Regions from separate parts of the Mus musculus genome. Here all the other regions are linked to region 3. Evidence: chromatin contacts called from public Hi-C and HiCAR-type data. All regions are on one chromosome and are shown on one strand. The core of a region is the stretch at or near the end of the contact, and the rest is flanking DNA. Distances in the headings are between cores, read along the strand shown. Region 1 has its middle 54 kb from the start of 1110015O18Rik. Region 2 has its middle 35 kb from the start of 1110015O18Rik. Region 3 holds the start of Zfhx4 (zinc finger homeodomain 4). Region 4 has its middle 110 kb from the start of 1110015O18Rik.

Region 1 (3,583 bases), core at 201-2,700, 470 kb before region 3:
CAGGGTATTGTGGAACTTTAAAAACTCTTCTTCTTAAAAAACAAAGAAAGGGGGAAATTATATCCCCATGCACATTATTTAATATATCACCATGCACATTATTTAAATCATACTTTTATTTTAAGAATTTTGAAATTTGGATGTCAAGAACTTAATAAATGCCTCACAGTGTCTTAATACCAGACATAATCATGTCTAGGTGAGATGAAAAGGATCTACTTATTGGCATGTGGCTTGATCCTGAACAGCTACCTTATTGGGAAAGAGAAAAGCATAGGTTCTCTTCACAGAACTCTGCAGAAGCATAACGGCTAATTCGTCTGACAAGCTGAAAGGTGAGTTCACTGAGTGCCCTGACTGTAGTGACAAGAAAGCTGAATTGGGTATATGTTTTTGACCTACCTTTGTTTACCATTTTCCCAGTTTGGACAAGCTAAGATGCCTTGCTTCAAGCTTTTTAAACCTTATGGGACTTAGAACATTAGAGATCGTGTAATGTGACTTAGAAAGATTAGTCATAAGAAAGAGCTATAGTGATTCTTCTCCTTCCCTCATTGTGACCAGTTATTCTAACTCAATCTTGGACTGGTCTAGTAATAATTCCAGTATTAGAGAATTCTAGGGAAGATAGCTAAATTCTTAATTACCTAGCAAAGTTAATTTGGAGCACAGCCGACACTCCCAGAGAAGCTGCAGCCTTTCTGCAATTCTCAAAGCCACCCCCCCCCCCCCCCCGACAATCCCCCTCCCTTCTGAGCTCTAAGTCTCAGCTTGATCATTGCTAATTTGCAATTGAATGGAATACCTAGACTGCCCGAAAGAAGCTTTTGTAATGTTGCTTTTCACTGTCTCAACTTTGTTTTTCCAGCAGGTCAGTCAATGCCCTTCAGCCTGATGCAGCAGGTGTACACCCTTGCCTCCAACTTTGCAGGTGGCAGTTATTAATCTTCATGAGGAAGCATTCTAAGTATATATTGTGGCTTTGGTCTGAATTGGGAATAAGGTGTGCTAATGAGGGCCGGACAGTCAATGACAGGCACCCAGATCTTGGAACCATACCAATCTAAGACAGAGGTACACGCCAAAAGGCTGTGGCTATTGATAACACACCACAGAGCCATGCTTTCTGTGAAATATAACACAAACTAGCTGTACGTAGCCTCCAAGATGGAATTGGATGGTTCAGGAAGATCTAAGATTTCCTAAGACAGGCGGGGCCACCAGCCACCATAACTCCCAGGCAGGACTATAAAGCGTAAATAAAATTTATGCCTCAGTCTAGCTTTTTTTTTATATAATATTAATAACGGGGGGGGGTGGTGGAATGTAACCTCCTCCAGCCTAAGGCAGGCTGGTTCAGACCTTAAACCACTGAGGTGGGGCCACCTGCCATGCAGTTCCTCCTACTCAGCTAGTTTCCTTTGATGTAACATTGCCTAACACCTGCTGTGAGGCTGAACCTGTCCTCCTGAGATTTTCCAGAGTTAACTGCAACCTCGGAATTTGGCGACTTACTGCTAAAAGGCTGTGCTGACAACTTGGCATCACAACATCAAGAAACTTGGCATGGCAGGGGATGGCTCCCCCTCCCCCCCTTTATAAGCGCAGACTTTTATTATACGTTTTAGCTTTGATCAGGAATATTGACTTAGCTCCATTTTTTCTCTCGACCGCCTAGTTTCCCCTCTCTTTTCAGCCCCGGCTTGCCTCCCAGTTTCTTGTAAGCCGCAGGGTGGCTCCCAACAGCAGCCTTATTTGTGATAGCCAGTAGCTGGAAACAACCTAGATGTCCCATGACAGAAGAATGGATACAGAAAATGTGGTTCATCTACACAATGGAATACTACTCAGCTATTAAGAAGGACATCCTGGGTTTTGCAGGCAAATGGATAGAACTAGAAAATATCATCCTGAGTGAGGTAACCCTTCAATTAAATTTTATTCCTAAGTATTTCACTGTGTGGATTCACCATTAACAGACTATGGTTAGACATCTTTAAATTGTACCTTCTCAGAGGTTGCAAAGAGGGACTAATATCTAATTCTGTTTTGTCTGTCATTAGTAAGAGTTCTTTTTATACAAAATTATTTTCTCAAACCAACTTTGTTTTAAGGGCATTTCCTTTATACCAGTGTTTCCTCATCCTGAATTGTTGAGACTTTCATTCCCAAGGTATTATTATAGCAATAGGAACTTTCCAGAGATAATTAAGATTTGATTAGGTCATAAGAATGGACCCCTTAGGATAATATTAATGCCTTTATGTGAAATACAATGAAGGAAGAATATGAAAATGGTTGCCATTGAAAGCCAATTAAAGAGCCTTCATCGCAGACAAGAACAAAGTCTGTCTGATGTTAGGTTTTCACTGAAACTATGAAAAATATATTTCTATTATTTAAAACACAAAGTCTGTTTATTAAAGGCCATTCTTTTATATATGCTTCAACTAATTTTTAAATTATCTACAAAACAAGATACATATCTGCTAATTTCTTATTATTCATCAGCTCTCAGAAAGCTGATTTCTAGTAGCATCTTATTACTGGCAATGGTTTTAAATCTAGTTTAAAGACATATTCTTAAAATATTATATATAAATCAGAAAATTATATTAATTATTATATCAGTCACATTTCAAAATGTCATTTATAAATTTATACTGTAAATACTATTTAACTTCTTTGGATATGAAAACCTTTTAAGTAGTTAATTTAACATGAATTTTACTACATTTGATTTACTTTATGTAATTTTATTAATTTTGTGACAAAGTAAGACATCTTAATGTCATATTCCATGATTTTTATACTGTGTATGAATTGGCTGAATATGCATTCCGTATATAAAATTAGCCACCTGTCAGTATTTCTGAGTCTTTTGTATGAAAAGTTCTATTAAAAAATCACTTGGGATGTCAGCAGTATCCAATGCCTTCCTAACAAAGAAGCATTGGTTCACCACCAATTCAGATTCAAACAAGTTTTATTGTACTCATTTGTAAGCAAATGACTTTTTAAATATACATACTAAAATAATGCCACTGGCAGTTACGAACACACTATACACATAGTGCATCATCAGATTATGCTGAACTCTTCCTTGACTTTTCTATGCTTTCATGCTGTTACCTTTAAGGATAGTGATACACATGATGAAAACAAACTTTCCTGAAATATGAATGAAGTCTATTGCTATATGTTAAAAAGGAAATAGTGGTCCAAGTATGTAATATTAAATACTATTCAACATTCATCATTAAGTTAAGATAAATTAGAGCAATGTAGGAGGCAAAAACAGAGTGAATGATAAATGGAAAAACGGAGAACCAACTTTAAGGAGTCAGAAGTGAATTTGTTCTGTGGAAAAAAAAATCGGTATGTTTAGTTTGCAGGTCTGCATATTATTCAACTTATCAAGTATTTTTAGTATATAATACAAAATATTATGCTTTTAATATTAATAAAATATTGTCCATTGACTTATAATATAGTATGATATACTATTATGTGTAGTTTCAGTTCAATGAAATAGATTTTTGAAAAGAAAAATTCCATAGAAGAGTTGTTGAGCATTGCTTTT
Region 2 (3,270 bases), core at 473-2,972, 460 kb before region 3:
GATTACATGTCAGCAAAAGGGGATCAGGACTTTTTTCCTGTGGGCTGGGGGCTTATCTTTGTTCACATAGCAACCAGTTGATGTATGACTTGCATCAAGGGGCAATAGAGAGAGGGGAGGTTCCGGCCAGATGGTGTTGACTCAGACAAGATAGCCCTGCTTGTGTCCTTGCATTCCTTTATTCCCCTCTTCTTCTACTAAGTAATTCTAATCTTGGAATTTTAGAAGTCTATATCTCTATGTGGAGAATAGAAATCATACTCTTTTTTTATCTTAACTCTAGTGGTGTTGACGCTGGAGGATCGTAAGCTATACTGTATCTTTAACCTGGGAACAAAAACAGAATAAGGGATAGTAAACAAGTCTAGGCAGAAACCCTTCTAGTGAGGCTTGAGGGTCTCAGCATGATGCAGGTGCACGTAGATCAGACATCTGACTGGAACTGGTGAGATGTCTTTGGGGTATCCGGCTCGTTCGCTGTAGCCAGTTGTGACCAGACTTCTTTCTGCACCACCTGCAAGCCTTTTAACTTAGCATACAGATTATTATTACAACAATATGTAGGTTTAAACACATCATTTTAGACAGTGATGGGCATGGGAGCCCCATAAAGGATCTCAAAAAGAGTAAGGCTGAATCAAGAGGGAGTATTTTCAGTTTTAAATAGGGCAAGGGGAGGGAGCGCCAAGTCTGCACCAGTTTCTATGGTTAATTTTGTCATGGTCTCTTTTAGAGTTCTATTCATTCTTTCTATCCGTCCTGAGCTTTCGAGCCTGTATACACAATGTAACTTCTAATCAATCTCTAATATCTTGGCCAGTCCCTGACTTACCTGGGCAACAAAGGCAGGGCCATTATCTGACACTATTGCTTTTGGCACTCTGAACCTTGGAAATTTTTCTTCAGTAATCTTCTTGATGACTATCTGAACAGTCTCATTTTTACAGGGAAAAGCTTCTATCCATCTTGAGAACATTCACAAAAACCAGAAGGTATTCATACACATAATTTTCTCAATAAAGTCTATTTTCCAGTAGATGTCAGGTCTGTCTTCCCATGGGAGGACTAGTTTTCTTTCTTCAGTTTCTACTATTTTATTCAGGGTTTCTTTTACCAGTCTTAATTTGTCTATAACTTGATAGTCTTCAGGCTGTCAGGATCATTGCTCTTTGGGTTGCCTGTTTGGGGGATAGATCTGCCATCTGATTTCTTTTAGCCACAGCATCTTAGGTCTTTCTCTGCAGATGTCAACAGCCCTTTTTGTCTGTATATTGCTCCGTACGTTGGCAAAAGCATACCTGCTGTCAGTGTAGACTTTTCTTTTGTCATTTATAGAGCTTGTATCAAAGTCACAAGTTTTGCTTTCTGTCTACCACTGCAACTGCTGTCCCCACCTTCTGCTTACCTTCAACTGCGAGGCTACTGCCATCCATGTACCAGCTCGAACTCTCAGGCCAAGGCTGATCTGTTCCTTCAGATCGTTTCAAGTATCAGTTTCTTCTGCTAGAATGTCAGCACAATGATGAGTAGGTGAAGTCTCAGCATGTAGGGTAGCTTGAGGACAGCAGGGGGAGCGAAGGTCACTCATTCAGTCAACAAAAAAGCTCTGATAATGTGTCTATCAGTCAGGGGAATGGTTGGATAATGTTTCAAGAGTGTTAGTCAGCCATCAGTCAGGGGGGCTGAACCACACTTTCTAGGCATGTGCCAAGTTTTGTCTCAGAGTCAATTTATCTGCATCCTTGGACAGGAGCCACTATGTGCAGACAAGCAGGCCATCGTACAGCTACAAGGTTTAATTTCTTACAAGTATGACAACAGGTCTTTTTCAGTGTCCCAATCTCTGAGTAAGAACCTCTTTGGCAATACCTTTGTTCTCAGTCACATCTAGGAGGCCCAAAGCTGGGGACAACATTAGGACAGTCTTAATGGCATCTAAGGCCTGTTGTTCTTTATTTCTCTATATGCAGGGCTGTTTATCTCTTTAATTCAGCAAAACATGGAATCCACAATCTGCAGAAGCCTGAAGTGCCTAGGAGCTTTTCTAATTTGTTTTGACCTAGTAGGTGGAGGAATATGAAACACAGTCTCTCTCTCTCTCTCTCTCTCTCTCTCTCTCTCTCTCTCTCTCTCTCTCTCTCTCTCTTTTAGCTGCTGCCACAGGTAGGCCATTGGCCTCTTTTAAGGACTCAGTTTCTGTGTTAGCACCCCTTTTGCTATTTCTTTGCTTCTAGCCACGAACAGGTGAAGGGTTTGGTCATGAGGGGGTCTCCTCTTCTTTTTGTTGGGGCAGTCTTTCACCCAGTGACCATTTTCTTTACAGTAAACACATTGATCTTTAGCCAAAAGCTTTCTTTTGTTGCTAGGGACTATCTAAACTCTCTAGTTTTCCTGACTCTTGTGGCCAGCATTTTATTTCCCTTATCTCTTTTTAATTCCCTGGCTCCCTGTTTTTTACAGATCATTATCAGCATGTACCACTTTGTTGGGTTCTAGTCTGCCTCATTGCACATCTCTGATTCTGACTCTGGTCTCTGTCTTTGTTAGCCTTGTGTTTTTTCAACTCTTCCTTTTACTTGTCTCTTACTTACTTACTGGTTCTTTCTCTAAATATTTTCAATCAGGGTATCTCTTTCATTTCAGACCTCTCTAATCTCCTTTACCTCTATTTTCACGTTTCCTCACTGTTAACCTCTCTATTTGCCATCGTCATCTATCTCTCCCGAGTCTGCTGAATCTTTGCTCTTAGCTCTTCTTTGTAGACCTCTATCCTTCCTTCGTTTCTCCTCCTCTGCACTTTTTTTATCAACTTACGCTAACTTTCTTACCGACTTACCCTGTCCGTTTTCTAACTTCAGTAACTTCTTATTACCTTGGCCAGATTGTTGGGGCACTTTCTAGTCTCACAGAGATGAGACCCCCATCAAAACCTGGCAGTTAGACTCACAGGTGCTCCTTACCTTGGACAGAAGAAGCCTCAAGTGGGTGGATGTCTCCTTCACTGGTTAGCAGCTTAGGGCAGAGCTGCCCTAGTGGGGCAGGGAAAGGAGTGCAGCTCTCATAGCTGGCTGTACCGGGCCACTGATATCTTAAAGTCAAAGGACTTTTTCTGTTAACAAGAGGCATTCTGGTCAAAGCCTGAAGACAGGCAGGTGGGATGTAGGGGAGAGGAACATAATTAATGAGAAGCAGCCAGGGAACCCGCAGCACGGGCTCCTGGGAGCGGGAGGATCTAGCAGGCTGGGGGGGGGGGGCAGACAGGGGGGAAAG
Region 3 (3,339 bases), core at 14-2,513:
ATGGTGTCTACTTATGACCTCTTGTGTAGTAGTGTATCAAGATGCAATTCATATATATATATATACAGATATATTATATATATATATATATATATATATATATATATATATATATATATCCCACATTCAGTAGGGGGTATTTAAAAGTATGTCTATTCCGAGTGTTAGTTAATTATCTTTTAATGAAAGTGTCACTCATATTCACATCTGTAATATTGGAAAGAGATAATTAGATTTTCAAATGAGAATCAGGCACCTTAAATTTTGCACCAGAAAATACCAAATATATTTCACTCTAATGAGATCTGTATTGGGGTTTTAAAATTCATCATAATGTGCTTCCAGAAAGATAACTGAACAGTCTAGAAAGATGAAAGCTTTTCTTCCATAAGTCCTTTTAAACCATTACATTCAACTTATGCGATTCTGATAAAATATTCAAGAATATTACATAAAATCTAGGCTGTACCCTAGTATCACTCTTACAACCCGAACTTACTCTCATTTGGAAGTTTACTTTGACTAAACTAACCACTTCCACCTCCCTTGTAGGTTTTCTCTAGCGTAAATGCAAGTGCAAGATATAGTTTTAAATAGAATGCCTGAGGATCCAGAGAGAAATCTCTCCTTTGAAAGAGGTTGAACTGGGTGTTGTTTGCTCACACTGACTGGCACTCTTTATTTACATACATCTGCATATTTGCTCAGGCCTTAGTATTTAGCTGTTAAAGTACTTCTGAGTGCGTAGTAGAATAAACCAACCCAGAGAAAAGCTCTTAATTACCTTGACTTGTATTTCTCCTTAAAGCTCCCTGGTAAACATATCTTTGGTGTGAGAGTAATTATTTTGCCTGGGTTTTTTTTTTTTTTGTTTTTGTTTTTGTTTTTTTTTTTTTTAATCTAGAACTCTAAAAAGGCATTTCTTAGGAATGAGTTGTGCTTTTATATTCTTCTCTTTGCTGTCTCTGTGTGAGAGTGTGTTCGTGTGTGTCTAATGAAGTTTGAGAGTTGTGCGCAGGGGCGCATGGGGTGCGAGCCCCGGAGGTCCCCATCCTCCGTCTCCTTAGTCGCCTCGTCCAGGGCTCCAGCCGCAACGCTAGGAGCCCTGGAAGTCGCGAGGCTCCCAGGCTGCTTTGAGTCCTGGCTGCGCGTCATTTGCAGTCTGGGGAATGTTGATCACCTCACTAATTACACCTCTCCCCCCTCCCTCCCCCTCTCCCTCGCTCTCCTCTCTCATTCCCAGAGTGCATATCGGGAATAGACACACAAAGACATGCGCACTCAACTTAATCAGCCATTTTTTTTAAACAGGGCTAAAACGATAATAATTAGCAGAATAAAGACATATCGGATTTTCATTTCCTTTCCTCCTTTTCCCAACCCCTTCACAAGCAAACAGCGAGACCGCGGTCGGCACATGCTTTAACTCCTCCCGGAACCCCGAGGACCGCTCCGTGCTCCCCACTTTTTGCTCCAGCGTTTTTATTTTCACCCAATAAAGTTCGAGGATTATTTTTTTATTTTTTATTCTTTTTAATGAACCCTCTCGTTTTACTTGGATGTGATCAGCTGTACGTAAAATAAAAGCAAAACAAAAAAGAGGCGAAGATCGAGTAGGAACTGCAGGGAAATGGAAAGTAAGTTTTTTCTTTAACTTTTATTGAGTAGTTTGTGTTAAATTTAGGTCGAGTATCGATTATCTTTCCAGCCTGATCTTGCACAATCTTTGATATTTCGCTCACTCTCTCTCCCTCTCCCTCTCCGCCTCTCTACCCCTAGATCGCTTGCTACCGCTCGCCCTAGCACACGTACCCTCATCCCGACCACCTCTTCCGCTCTGCCCCCCTTTTCCATCTCTTTCCCCCGTTTTTTTTTTGGCTCAAAGATTTGCTCTGCTGAGGGAGGGAGAAGGCACAGGCGGAGGGGGGATTGGGGCTGGAGGTGGGGGGGAGGCATGCTTTTCAAGATTTAACTTTTGTATTAAGTGACTTTCGGCCGAGCAGTTTTCTGTCTTTTTCTCAGTCTTTTCGGGTTCTGCTTTCCTCGGGAGCCGGAGACACTCTGGTGATCCGGCGAAGCTGTCATTTCGGCAGCGGCTCGGACATTATCTGGGGTCCTCGCTCGCTCCGCGTCCCTGCACCCCATCGAGATGATGTTTCCTCTGCACACATTCTCCGAAAGTTTGGACAGTGGTCGGTGGGGCTCGCAGCCCCCCTCTCCTCTCCTCTCCCTTGATCCTCCCCTGTACTCTTCTCGGTTTCCTTTTCATCTTCCTTTTCCCTTCTCCACCCTTTCTCAAGTTCCCGAAGGGCACTCACTGCGCGGGGCTGTGGCAGGCCAGGGCTGGTGCGCGCGAGGCGCCGGGCCCGGGAGGATGGGCGAGCGCGGGGCTTGGCTGCAGGTAGACACCGGTCTGCGGAGCGCGGCCGGCAGCGGCAGGCCCTGGCGGCTCTTGGCTGCACGGGCGCTGCGGACCTGGTAGGTCCGTTAGGAGGCGGGATCTCCCGGCCTATGTCCGCAGACCTGGGAGTGGAGGCAGCTCGCCCCGGGGTTTGGGGATTGATCGCCACACTAAGAGGACACCCGCGGCTGGAGATCAAGAGCCTTTGCTTTCTTTTTTGGTAAAGGGCAAGGGTGTGTGTGTGTGTGTGTGTGTGTGTGTGTGTGTGTGTGTGTGTGTAAAGGAGATGTGGCTGACTGTGGGAATTGATGCATTTTACACACACACACACACACACACACACACACACACACACTCACTACAGGGTTCCATGTCTGCAAATGAACTTCACCTCCTCAGCTTCAGCTGGCACCAAGCATGCCTTCTGACCTGATATGATCAGTTAGGCTACCAGGGGCTGGAGTGAGCCTGGTCTCGCTTCTTTTCCTTTTCCTTTTCCTTTTCTTTTCTTTTCTTTTCTTTTCTTTTCTTTTCTTTTCTTTTCTTTTCTTTTCTTCTCTTCTCTTCTCTTCTCTTCTCTTCTCTTCTCCTCTCCTCTCCTCTCCTCTCCTCTCCCTCCCCTCCCCTTCCCTCTTCTCTCCTTTCCTTTCCCTTCCCTTCCCTTCCCTTCCCTTCCCTTCCCTTCCCTTCCCTTCCCTTCCCTTCCCTTCCCTTCTCTTCTCTTCTCTTCTCTTCTCTTCTCTTCTCTTCTCTTCTCTTCTCTTCTCTTCTCTTCTCTTCTCTTTTTTTCCTCTCTCTCTCTTTCCCCCTCCCTCCCTCCGTCCCTTTCCATTCCTTTTGCTCTTTTCTATCAGAAAAAATAAAATAAAATTTTTCTATAATTGTATAAAAGTTCCTCAGTGATGGCCAAGTTCCGGAATGTTCCCCCATCTTGCCCC
Region 4 (3,342 bases), core at 313-2,812, 310 kb before region 3:
ATTGTTGACCAAAACCAAACAAAACAAAAACAAATTCAAACAAACAAAAAAACCACATCAATTTAATAAAAGCATTTGTAAGAGGTCAGAAACTGGAAGCATTATAAAGCCTATGTAGGAGAGAAATGCTATGATTCTAGCTTTATATATCTAGCCTTTAGAGAAATGGGATATAGCTTCTACAATGAAAATGTCCCATCAAACAAACGAATAAAGATTCCATTCCTATAAAAGAAAGTGACTTGACTTATTATCCCACAAGAACCATATGCAAGGAATAGTTACCCTTCTTTAGAGATTTCTGTATTTTTTTCCTCTGTGGGGTTATTCACTTTGGTAGAGAAATACCTTTAGCTGTGAGTTAGTTTGTGACAGAGTTCAAAGAGAGAATGGTGTTAATAATTGGATAGAAAAATAATCTCAAATCAAGATTTGCGTTAAGGAATATGTGATCACTTGATATTAGAAAGTTTCAATCACACATTTCTATGAATTCTTAGTTATATCAAAATGCAATATTATGACTCTAAGTCAGATCATCCTCCTAAAAATATGCAAGTTGTATTTCTGTGCATGTGTGTACTAAGTGCTAATAATATGCAACTTCTGCAAGATAGAATTCCCCAAAAAACTCTCCCAAAGGTCTACTTATCTTGAGGACCACATACATTTCAATTTCAATTTCTGGCTTATACTTTCAACATAGCCTGATGTTCTTTTCTCACATTCTCCTATACTTAATGCTCCAATGAATATACACATGCACATTCAAAACATGATTGACATTTTTGTATGGATAGCTATAATAAGATTTATATACAGCCTCACTCAAAGTCTCACTCAGAAAAATAAGAAACATGTACTATGAAAATGAGTCTAGAGTTTAGAATGTAGTTAAAAGAAACTAGTTACATAAAGGTGAGAAAATACATCCTAAATGAAGGAAATGCCATGCCATGGGCAGATGCCCCTAACTAAAGAAAGGAGAAGACAACTTGAGCAAAAGCATTTATCTTTATTCCTCCTGAATGCAGCTTCTCATGTCCTTTTTATAATGCAGCAACATTTGTTTTTACCAAGTTTTAGTTGTAGAAAAGGCCAGATTAGGACAGTTTCCTTGGAAGTGTGCAACCTATTCAGCTGCATATGTAGCAGAGGATGTCCTTGTCTGGCATCAATGGGAATAGAGGCCCTTGGTTCTGTTAAGGCTCGATGGATGCCCTAGTGTAGGGGAATGCCAAGGCAGGGAGGAAGGAGTAGGTGGGTGGGTGGGGGTACACCTTCATGGAAGCAGGGAGATAGGAGATTGGATAGTGGGCTTCCAGGTTTGGGGAAATGGACTGGGAAAGGGGGATAACATTTGAAATGCAAATAAAGAAAATATCCAAAAATAGAAAAAGAAAAAGAAAATCTTGATTAACCACAAATATGACTAATACTTAAAGTGGATTGTACTTATATATTTATAAATGTGTGTATGTTTATGTATGTTTGACTGAGTGTCTATGTGTGTTTGCATATGTATATATAACAACAATTAAAGAAAAAGAGACCTTTAATTTGAAAGAGAACAAAGATTGGAGTACACGGGCAAGGTGGAGAGGAAGAATAAAGGGAGGAAGAAAATTATGCAATTATTTTATAAATTAAAAAATATAATTTAAAAAACAATAGTTGTCTGAGAATAAAAGATTCTTCACTCGATCTTAGCCAAAAGGCCGAGAAGCGATAGAATAAAAGATTCTTAAAGATACTGTTAAAATCACTAGCATATAAATACTATATAGAGGAGGAAATAGAAGGATTTAGTAGGACTGTCTCTGTCACCAAAGTATATTGCCAAAATCAGTCTTTCTCAATAACATATCAAAAGTTCACTTGACTAGAAAAATGATACATGTTTGTAATAGGTGTACATTGATTTGTATATTATAAGGATGTTGGGAGCCAAAACTAAATTCTTTATAATAATCCAAGTGAAAAAGATGACTACCAAGTCTTAAGACATAAAACTGGACCTCCTGCCCAAGCTGACTAAGTCCAGATGAAGGTCACCAACAATTACCACAAGATGATTCAGACCTGACACAAACAGCAGATGTCATAACCACAAGATGTACTTTTAGATATCATGCTTCCCCTTGTAGTCACCGAGGAAAATTACCACTGCTCCCCCCTGCCCTTCTGCATAAAGGTTATCTCCCCTTTGTTCTTTTTGTATAATAACTGCAAGTTTTGCTGAATACAATGAGACCTTGACAAGATCCAGATTGACTCCGTGTCTTTTCTGTGATTGGTCTCCGTTTCTCTCTCACCCCCCATTTGGCTTTCAGGAGCAGTCCCCTCCAGACCCACGAATAACTGGACCTGCTGGATGGGTCATAAGGATATGACTTACTACAGTATTTAGAAATTTTCAATATGTGTGTAAACTGTTTGTTGTTGAAGGCATCTTAGATAATGAATATCTGAATAGCACTTATTCAATTATTTCCAGATCATATCTGAAAACTAATACTATCACAATGTTATACAAATTTGCTTCCTTCTGTTCATCTTTGACAAACTATAACTCTTAAATTTGGTCTCTTTGCAAATTGTAATAGTTACAAAACACTATTATACTGGCTTTGAAACTACAGACAGAGGAAAATCAAGGAGGCATGAGCTGCAGGTCACACCTGTATCTTCAGAATGACCAAGAACAGACTCTTTCAGCACTTATTTACTTTATATTGTTACCATGAATAAACAGATACTATACATTTCTCACTGCAAATTCATTGGTGATTTATACGTAAGTCAGATATGGCCTTGTTCTGAAAACCCGGGGAAAAAAAGCTGCAAACTAAATTGCATGAAGCTGAAGCATCCTTTGCCAATGTAAGCATTCTACTTTAGTAGACTTAATGAATCTGATTCTCTCCAGATGATATTTGAATTGGCATTTTTTTGCTATAATCACTTGGGGAAAGGGAATTGCCAGTAGGTTCCAGTGAAGCTCTGGTAAGTTGTAAATTCGAAATGTGTGAGGATGCACTCACACAGCTGTATACATGCACACACACACACACACACACACACACACACACACACACACACATACACACACACACACACATGAAACATTAAAAAGTCTAATCTTTTCTGAAATGCATTGCATAACTACACATTAATGACAAAATTAAATGTTTTTAAATATTACTACTTAGAGCTGAAGAGATGGCTCAGAGGGGAAGAATACTGGCTGCTCTTCTAAAGGACCTACATTCAATTCTTAACATCCACATGACAGTTCGTAATTGTCTGCAATTCCATGTCTACGGAAAGAAGCTAGTTTTT

What was found. Hi-C and Micro-C count contacts between places; a contact is called where the count stands out from the background. HiCAR-type assays count read pairs that join an accessible place to other places.
Region 1: a contact with region 3 is called in a HiCAR-type map of embryonic stem cells, with 18 times the contacts expected there. The contact joins the enhancer-like site here to the promoter of Zfhx4 in region 3. A contact is called at or near these places in 3 of 39 promoter capture datasets (the 3T3-L1 cell line and liver), 1 of 15 datasets of contacts at CTCF or cohesin (the NIH/3T3 cell line), 1 of 484 Hi-C or Micro-C datasets (adipose-derived mesenchymal stem cells) and 5 of 115 datasets of contacts at active chromatin or transcription factors (the NIH/3T3 cell line, craniofacial prominence, embryonic limb bud and 2 more).
Region 2: a Hi-C map of cumulus cells shows a contact between it and region 3, with 4 times the contacts expected there. The contact joins the enhancer-like site here to the promoter of Zfhx4 in region 3. A contact is called at or near these places in 3 of 39 promoter capture datasets (the 3T3-L1 cell line and liver), 1 of 15 datasets of contacts at CTCF or cohesin (the NIH/3T3 cell line), 2 of 484 Hi-C or Micro-C datasets (adipose-derived mesenchymal stem cells and cumulus cells) and 5 of 115 datasets of contacts at active chromatin or transcription factors (the NIH/3T3 cell line, craniofacial prominence, embryonic limb bud and 2 more).
Region 4: a contact with region 3 is called in a Hi-C map of adipose-derived mesenchymal stem cells, with 4 times the contacts expected there. The contact joins the enhancer-like site here to the promoter of Zfhx4 in region 3. A contact is called at or near these places in 1 of 39 promoter capture datasets (the 3T3-L1 cell line), 3 of 484 Hi-C or Micro-C datasets (adipose-derived mesenchymal stem cells, cumulus cells and myocytes) and 2 of 115 datasets of contacts at active chromatin or transcription factors (embryonic midbrain and embryonic stem cells).

The regions. Positions count from the first base shown.
Region 1 is chr3:4,743,366-4,746,948 of GRCm38.p6, forward strand. No RefSeq gene overlaps it. Among named protein-coding and RNA genes, the nearest start is that of 1110015O18Rik, 54 kb to the right of the region's middle. Within about 2 kb of position 1,451, at least 3 of the 459 cell types and tissues checked have an H3K27ac peak or open chromatin away from gene starts, as enhancers often do. A contact at or near this core is called in embryonic stem cells, where this site is marked.
Region 2 is chr3:4,761,594-4,764,863 of GRCm38.p6, forward strand. No RefSeq gene overlaps it. Among named protein-coding and RNA genes, the nearest start is that of 1110015O18Rik, 35 kb to the right of the region's middle. Within about 2 kb of position 1,723, at least 2 of the 459 cell types and tissues checked have an H3K27ac peak or open chromatin away from gene starts, as enhancers often do.
Region 3 is chr3:5,217,291-5,220,629 of GRCm38.p6, forward strand. It overlaps Zfhx4 (zinc finger homeodomain 4), which reads left to right and starts at 1,264. Exons shown (of 11, transcript NM_030708.2): 1 at 1,264-1,637. All of the region lies in intron 1 of 2700069I18Rik (RIKEN cDNA 2700069I18 gene), which reads right to left.
Region 4 is chr3:4,905,664-4,909,005 of GRCm38.p6, forward strand. It overlaps the pseudogene Gm52665. Among named protein-coding and RNA genes, the nearest start is that of 1110015O18Rik, 110 kb to the left of the region's middle. Within about 2 kb of position 1,563, at least 4 of the 459 cell types and tissues checked have an H3K27ac peak or open chromatin away from gene starts, as enhancers often do.